Regions from separate parts of the Mus musculus genome. Here region 1 is linked to region 2. A link is a contact called in public promoter capture Hi-C data. All regions are on one chromosome and are shown on one strand. The core of a region is the stretch at or near the end of the contact, and the rest is flanking DNA. Distances in the headings are between cores, read along the strand shown. Region 1 holds the start of Cep55 (centrosomal protein 55). Region 2 holds the start of Tnks2 (tankyrase, TRF1-interacting ankyrin-related ADP-ribose polymerase 2).

Region 1 (3,955 bases), core at 1,163-3,662, 1.2 Mb before region 2:
AGGCCTCCTGCTTCAGCCTCCCAGGTTATAGGTTTACAGGCACCTGTAAATTAACAGAAAGTTTTGGTTTACAATCAGTGGAAGGGTCCCCAGGCCTTCCACTTTCAAGGTGATATCATACTCAAGAATAAAAACTCTAATTCTGAGTTTATAGTCATGAACTCAACGTGTGCTCTCTGCTTTAGAAGGTATGTGTAGTTGAACTCTGATGTAAGTCGCCCGAGGCCTACATGAACCGGGTATTTCTGGAAGGCAGGGTGGGGCTGAAAGAGACTTAGACTTTGAGAAAAGAATGATGAAGCCAAGACAAGTAGGCGACATGCAGGATAGGATGTGTCTCCGGGATGTCTCAAGGTTCTCTCAGCAGGTAGCAGAGTCTCAGAGAAGAGCATCTGTAGTTGACATAATATAGCCATCTAAGTCGAAGGCTACACCCCAGGTGACCTCATATTCAGTGGCAGCAAAGTCTGAATCAGCCTGCTTCAAGGCTGGGGGAGGCTACAGAACTCTATCTTATTCGTTTTAGAGCGTATGGCAGGAAGAAGTGAGAAAATCCAACACAAGACATTTATAGAAAAAGAGGTGTAATTCTCAGAGATTGGGGGGGGGTGAAAGAAATGAATGGGCAAATGAAGTTAGGCCAAGTTTCACATCTGCTAATAGTACTAGATGAGAGTTTAGAAGCAAATGTAGAATACAAACTCTAGGCAGGCAGATGTGTAGTAAAATACACTGTATATATAAATAATGTAAAAAATAGCTCTCCATTAAGAGATTTAATAAAACCATTTTTCTCATATGTCCTGAGATAAAAATGAAGGCAAGGTGATCATGGAATTGAAAGGAAGATAAGACCTTCCTTCATTCAACTGTTACTACAAAGCTATGGTGATACAGGCTAATAATCCTAGCACTCAGGAAGTAGAGGCAGGATGGGCAGGAGTTCACGGCCAGCCTCATTTGCATAGACTGAAGGCAGCCTAGCTGCACAAAACTGTTTAAACAAATCACAGACTATTACTACAAAGCCTTTTTACCAGGTAACCTAATCGGGACTGGATATAAGCTGGCTAAAGCAACAGAAAGAAGAAGAAACAACATAGAGTCTCGGATGCTAGGAAGCTTTCAGAACAGTGTAGCAGGCAACAGCAATACAACAAAAGAAAAGGAGATTCACATATTCTTAAACTGTAATTAATACTAATAGTCATAAAAGCTACCACTACAAGAAAATCTACTTAGGGCGGTGAGTGTGAGGTTGTCCTGTATAAAATCAGCCTAAAAATAATAGAACTGCATAAACAAACTTGAACGAAATCTGTATTAATGCATTCAACCTGGTTTTGCCCACTATCTTGACAAATACCAAGTAAAATTGCTAGTACAATCTGCCGAGGCAAATGCACAGTTAACGTGTTTTAGGAACCTGCTACCACAAACGTTTCTCCCTGGGCTTCTGCTGACGTCAGAAGGAGGACTTAACAGTTTGAAAATACCCTCAGGACATTTGCATCCTAACTTTTGGAGAGGATTCCTAAAAACTTAGTGTTCTTGACTCTTGTCTAGGCTGACCCAGCACACACTCCTCCTCATCTCAATCCTGCTCTCACCTAGTCTTTCCTTTCCCAGTATTTTCTATTCCAATCGATCATAAAGTTCTTTTTTTTTTTTTTTTAAAGTTCTTCTACTCGGGAACGTCCCTACCCAGTCCTAGTGGAATCTCCTTCAGGATGTGCTCTCTTAAATTTAATATGGGACACAGAACTCACCATACATACACAAGCTAGCAGTCAGTACTATCTGCTCACAACATTTTCTTTTTCAATCAACAACTGTTCAAAAGAACTGTGTTTTGATTTTTTTTTGGGGGGGGGGGCATACAAGAGCTTAAAGGCAGCTGCTTGGAAATCTCTGACTCGACTGAAGGGACCTAAGTCATTCTGGTCAGGAGTCTAAAGAAGCATTTCCGTTCAGTAAATCTCCCAAATCTACGAGGGGTCAGGAAAGAGGCAGGAAAATAAAAAACTGCAAAGAGAAGCGCTTGCTAAGCAAAGGCTGACCGCACTGGAGACCTGAGAGACCTGGCTCAGGTCACTGGCCTCGCGGTAACCTCTCTGTTAAGAAAGTGATAATACCGCCAAGTTCAAAGGAGCCGAAAGGATGGCCTGCGGGCCGGCGGTCGACAGGAACGCAGCGCGGGGTCTCTCAGGGAGCCAGCATGTGTTCCAGCGATTCCAGCCAGGGGAGACGGAGTCCTGCGGCGTGATCTGCTCACCAGCGCTCCTCCCGGGAGGTCTAGTCCTGCCCAGGGGCTAACGAGCCCCGGCTGTCCTCCCCTCCCTCCCCGGCCGAGGCCGGGACCACTCACTACCTGAGACAAACACAGCGCTCGCGTCGCCGCCGCAGACCACTTATCAACCAGGACACCGCTTCCGGGAGTTTGAATCCCGCGGCTGTAGGGCGGGTCACGTCACTGCCGGCTTGGCGAAGGGCGGGGTCTGCAATCAGAGGACGGGCGGGAGAGGGCGGGGTCTGCAATCTGAGGAAAGGCGGGAGAGGGCGGGGCCTGCAATCTGAGTGAAGGCTGGAATCTGAGGATGGAGGAGAGAGGGAGGGCCCAGGAGCCTGAGGGCGGGGCAAAGGCGGAGTCTAGAGCCAGAGGAGGGGCGGGGCAAGGTCTGGAACCCGACGGCAGGCGGGGCGAAGACCGGCTCTGGAATCAGAGGGAGGGGATCGAAACTAGCCGGGCAGACGGGTAGGGGCAGAGTGGGGAAGGTAAGGGCGAGCAAGACATAGAGCCTGACGGGAGCTACAATCCGTGCCGGCCGGGTCAGAGAAGGACCTTGTGAAGATAGAGGGTGTCTGTGGAAACGTGGTGTGAAATGAGGCGGGTGTGATGGTGTGGGTGTGGGTGTGGGTGTGCGGGAGTGTGGGCGTGGTGGAGGCGGAGCCAAGGACAGAGTCGGAGGACCAGTTCAATCTGGGCCTGCTTGCTTTTCTCTGTGTGTTCGGACCCTGCTGTTATCCATAGGACAAGCTCTGTGACCCTCGCCTGGGACTGACTGGTCTATGTTCTTTGGGAACCAATTTCTCTTTGTGAGGTAGAGCACAACCTCCTAGTCTTCCGGGCGGGCCACTCATTTACCCTGTCAAACTCAGGGGCGGAGCAATGGGGAACGAAGCTGTAGGGAGCTGATAAACTCCCAGTTTGAAAACCGAGATTGTGAGCCCCAGCAGCGATTCCAGATTGCTGCCCTACAGGCAGATGTGTCTTTATTGGTCTTTATCGGTCACATCAGGGTCTTGATTAGCGTCTTGAGAACTTGAAGCAAACAATTGCTTATGGCGTGTCGTTCTTAGACTTAGCCTAGGCATACCAGAAGTTTACAGCGAAAAAAATCAGTAGCAAAGCATCCTATGAAGGTAATGTATGTAGTACAAGGGTTAAAATCCTGAATGCCTCTTAATAGATGTGTGGCCTTGAGAACATTTCACTTCCTTGAGCCTCAGTTTCCTGATCTATACCAGGATGCAGATAACCATCTGGTAGTGTGGCTGCGAGGGCTAGAGTTTAACAAATGTAGTTAGGCACTGTTAAGTAAAAGACAACAAATCCATTTGTTACTGAATCTAGTGGATGAGAAACCATGTAAGGAATTTCAGTTTGTTTTATTTGTTTAAAGCAGGAAGATGGCAATCCAAGATACTGGAATTCTCTATTTACACAGTCCTCCCGCCTGAAGTATGAACGGAGAAACAGATGGAGAAAGGAATAGTCTTATTAACCACAAGGTGGCACACTAGAAGGCGGCAAGCAGGCTTTTGCGTTTCAATGTCCATCTTTCCCTTTTGCCCTGTTTTTCAGGGCATGTGGGTGTTTTTTGGGGTATGTGGGCCCCAAACAGGTGGAGCCTGGGTGACCCCGTGTTCCAAAGAGCAGCCTGTTCTGGTGTCC
Region 2 (3,718 bases), core at 1,096-3,595:
GGGATCTCAACTCAGGCCCTCCTGTTTGCAAGGCAAGCAAGTACTTTATCCACTGAGCCATCTCCCTAGTATCTTTAGTAATTATTTTATGTTTTCCTTTTTACATTTTAACTTCTTAATTTTACAACCTACAACTGGCAATATAGGTGAATTTTGAGTGGTGAATTGCTCTCTATAATATTTAAATTCCCATTTCAATCTGGAGAAACAATATAAAATACATGTAAAATATTCCTTAATATGTTGAGGCAGGGGTAGGGTCTAATCTACCTCATTCAGAGGCCAGAACACTTGTCTGGCATGTGCAAGGTCTTATATTCCATCCGTGTGGGTGGGGGAGGGGCATACTGGAGCAGAGCTGAGGGTGGGATGGTGTGGGAGCAACAAGGTCACACCATAAGTCCCCAACCCGCACCTCAAAATACTACTATTTTCAGACATGAACTCACTAATACATTAAATTCTTGAAAGGTGGCAACTAAGATCGACCTTGGCTATTTTTATCAAGCGTACATAATCTAAGTAACATTACCCCTTTGGATTATCTAGCACTTGGTTGTGACCATTTGCCAAATAGGTTGGCTAAATGGTCAAGCAAGACAATTCAAACTAGCTGAAGCAAGGCAACACTGCTAACAGAGATTTGGCTTCATGCTCTCACTTCTCAGTGCCCACAGGCAAATTTCTCTTCTGCCCAATTGTGGTTTTCCCAAACTTTTCCCTTGCTCCCAAACCGGCAATCAATTAAGGAGGCATGATTTCTGACAGTACATACATTTTAAAATAGGGACAGGTCAAAGCAAACAGACCTACAATTGGAAGAACTGTAAAATCAATGCCTGTAAACAAACAAACAATAAATCTTTTTTTATACTCTTTTGTCTACCATTTTTGCCCCTAAGGAACACAAGAAACTAAAATTTTTTTTTAAATATAAAGAACTGCTAAACAATTCTGATGCACACTGTATCAAATGTTACCAGGCTAAGAGGATCTTATTTGATTATGAGGTTAAAAAGTTACAAACTGTCCTTAACATGAATAATCATTAAGTTGGTTCCCATCCCTGGCCTTTTCAAATAAATACCTCAACAAGCAAACTTCAACACGCTGGTACCACAAAGAGAACCCAGTAGTTAAAAGTAACTCCAAACTATCTACAATAAATCTCAGGATGACTCAAAATCCTAGATCCAAGCTCAAGTGCGTGTCCTATCTTGTCTCTCAGCTCACTTTCCATCCCGACTTGTGCGGGAGTAAGGCAGAGGCCACCCACACACAACCTAAGTAGATCTCAGGTCTCCCAAACATGCCCATTTCCGGTTTTAGTCTCTCCAGAAACCTAATCCAATTAACTCTAATGAGCCAATAGCTAATAAAATAACTCCTAAATTAAAATTTCAGTTTATGACGGCCGCTAGAACTTAAGGGGTTACTAAGAGTGTCGATGAAACTTGCAAACATGGGTCCATTTTTTGGAGATAATTACTCTTTCAAATCACAAGGTCTACTAAGCCTTTCTTGTGTGCAGAGGCCCTCCGGGGTAATAAGACCGGAAGTCGGGGCAGGTATTGTTGATACAGTAAAACAAAACAAAGCTTCCCCCCTCCCAGCACACAAACAAACAAACAAACAAACAAAAAACCCCATAACCTCAAAAACAACTTCCCGAGAGCACGCTCACCCCACCCTCATCACGAGCCCCGAGAGAGGAGGGCGGGCGGCCAGGGTGAGAGTCCTGGGGAAAGGTCGGAGACAGGGCAGCGCCGCGCGGCTTGCGGCCTGCAAGCCCGAGCCTGCAGGTGGGGCGTGCGGGAGGCGCCGCGGGGCCCGCGTTTACCTGCGGCGAAGTGGAGCGGGGTGGACTTCCTGCCCGCCGTGTCGCGGCTGTTCACCTTCTCGGGCGTCACCAGCCTCTTGACTCGCTCCACGTCCCCGTTGCGGCAAGCCTCGAACAGCTCGCGGGCGGACGGCTCCACGGCCTCGGCCCCGGCGCTCGCGCAGGCCGCGCCCCCGCCGGCGCAGCGGCGGCCAGACATGATCCGGGCCGCCGCCGCCGCCGCCAGCAGCAGCGCCAGCAAAGGCAGCAGGAGCCCGGGCCCCGCGAGCAGGAGGGCGAGGCCCCCCGCAGGAGACGCGCTCAGGGCCCGGGCCGCTCCGCTCCCCGCTGTCACCAGAGTCGGCACGGTCCCATGGCCGCGTCGCCGCGCGCCCCCGGCTCGGCTCCGTGAGCCCCGGCTGCCCCACCGCGGTGGAGGCAGCGCGAACCCGCTCGCCGAGCCCCGAAGCGACGCGACGGCGGAAGCGGCCGAGACCACTCCTGCCAGCTCGGTCGGGTCCTGGGAGCGCGCGTGACGTCGGCTCGCGCGTGCGCAGTGGCTGCTCTCCGGCCGGGCCAGTTTGGGCAAGCGGGGCCGCGCGGAGGGGTTTGTGGGAAATGTGCAGGGAGAGCCTTTGGCTGCGGAAAGAGAAGGGGCTTCGGCCCACCGCCATCTTTACAGAGCCTCTGCTAAAAACGAGAGGTCTTGCTGCCTTTTCTTTTATTAAAGCCTACACTTCTCGAGACGAGTTTCATTGCTCAGACACCGAAGACGAATCTTGGGAAGTTTTGTTCTGATTATGCATTTTCTTGTGCAAGTTTTAGCGTGAAAATCTCTGCAGTGTTGCTTCCGTACCTTCCCCCTGGGAGATTTCTCACCCCTTCCCCCTCCTGCCTTCTTTACAGTGTCTCTTCCCTTAACTCTCCGCATCTGCTTTTGTTTTTCTTATAAGCGTTTTCTCAGAAATGAATCCGTTACGCTTACTGAGAAGTTTGGATGAGCGGCCCCCAGATAAATCAAGAAAGCGAAGAAAGTTCATCTCAATTCTAAAGCAACAATTGGGGGGTGGGGTGGCTGTGATTAGCTCCGCTTCCCATAGTAAATTATTAGCTCAGCGCTGACGAGGATCTATACATAAATCAGCATTGCACCGGATGTGGTCGAGGTGCTGATACAAAGCATACACATCAAAGTTTTCCGAAGTTTCTCTCTCTCTCTCTCTGATCAAAGAATACAAGTGCACAATTCATTTTCGTGTTTATTGTGTTTTATTAAAAAAAAAAAAACAACAACAACAAGGATGTGTTTTGTAGAGCCAGGTCTGGTAAGGTGGGAAGGATTCCTGGGCAGGCCCATGCTGAAACATCCCTTTCTTACCCCTGAGGTACCAGCCATACGGGTGTAGTGTAGAATCGAGTTTATTTAGGGCATGGGAAGGGGAGTAGAGAAGAGAGTAGAGGCAGAGAAGGACAGAGGAAGAGAGAAAAAGAAGAGAGGCCGGCCAGGAACACGTGGAGAGAGACGGGGGAGGGGGGATGGGAGAGAGGGAGAAAGGGGTTAGGAGAAGAGTCTGAGAGAGAAGGGGGACAAACAGCCAGGCCTACCTGGCTGTTGCCAGGTAACTGTTGGGCGGAGCCTGGAAAGAATGTTAGCTGTGTTTAAGGTAGTAGTGACATCTTGTTTCAGGAACCCGAAAGAAAGGAATACAGAGATTTTGCTTGCAAGAAAGTGCTGACTTTTGGCACGCTGACAAGCATTTCCCCTGTGAATTACTTAACCTGTTTTTCAGGAAATCCAGTTTTTGTTAGGGAGCGTTGACTCACTTCTGTGGGAGAAAAGCAGGGACACTTCTTGAGCATTTTAGTAAATGTACCTTCTTATATGTTTATTCCATTATG

What was found. Promoter capture Hi-C pulls out the DNA fragments that hold promoters and counts their contacts.
Region 1: a promoter capture Hi-C map of pre-B cells shows a contact between it and region 2.

What each region holds. Positions count from the first base shown.
Region 1 is chr19:38,053,498-38,057,452 of GRCm38.p6, reverse strand. Cep55 (centrosomal protein 55) reads right to left here and starts at 2,412. Exons shown (of 10, transcript NM_001164362.2): 1 at 2,136-2,412; 2 at 1-43.
Region 2 is chr19:36,832,859-36,836,576 of GRCm38.p6, reverse strand. It overlaps Tnks2 (tankyrase, TRF1-interacting ankyrin-related ADP-ribose polymerase 2), which reads right to left and starts at 2,345. Exons shown (of 27, transcript NM_001163635.1): 1 at 1,841-2,345. The coding sequence starts at 2,039.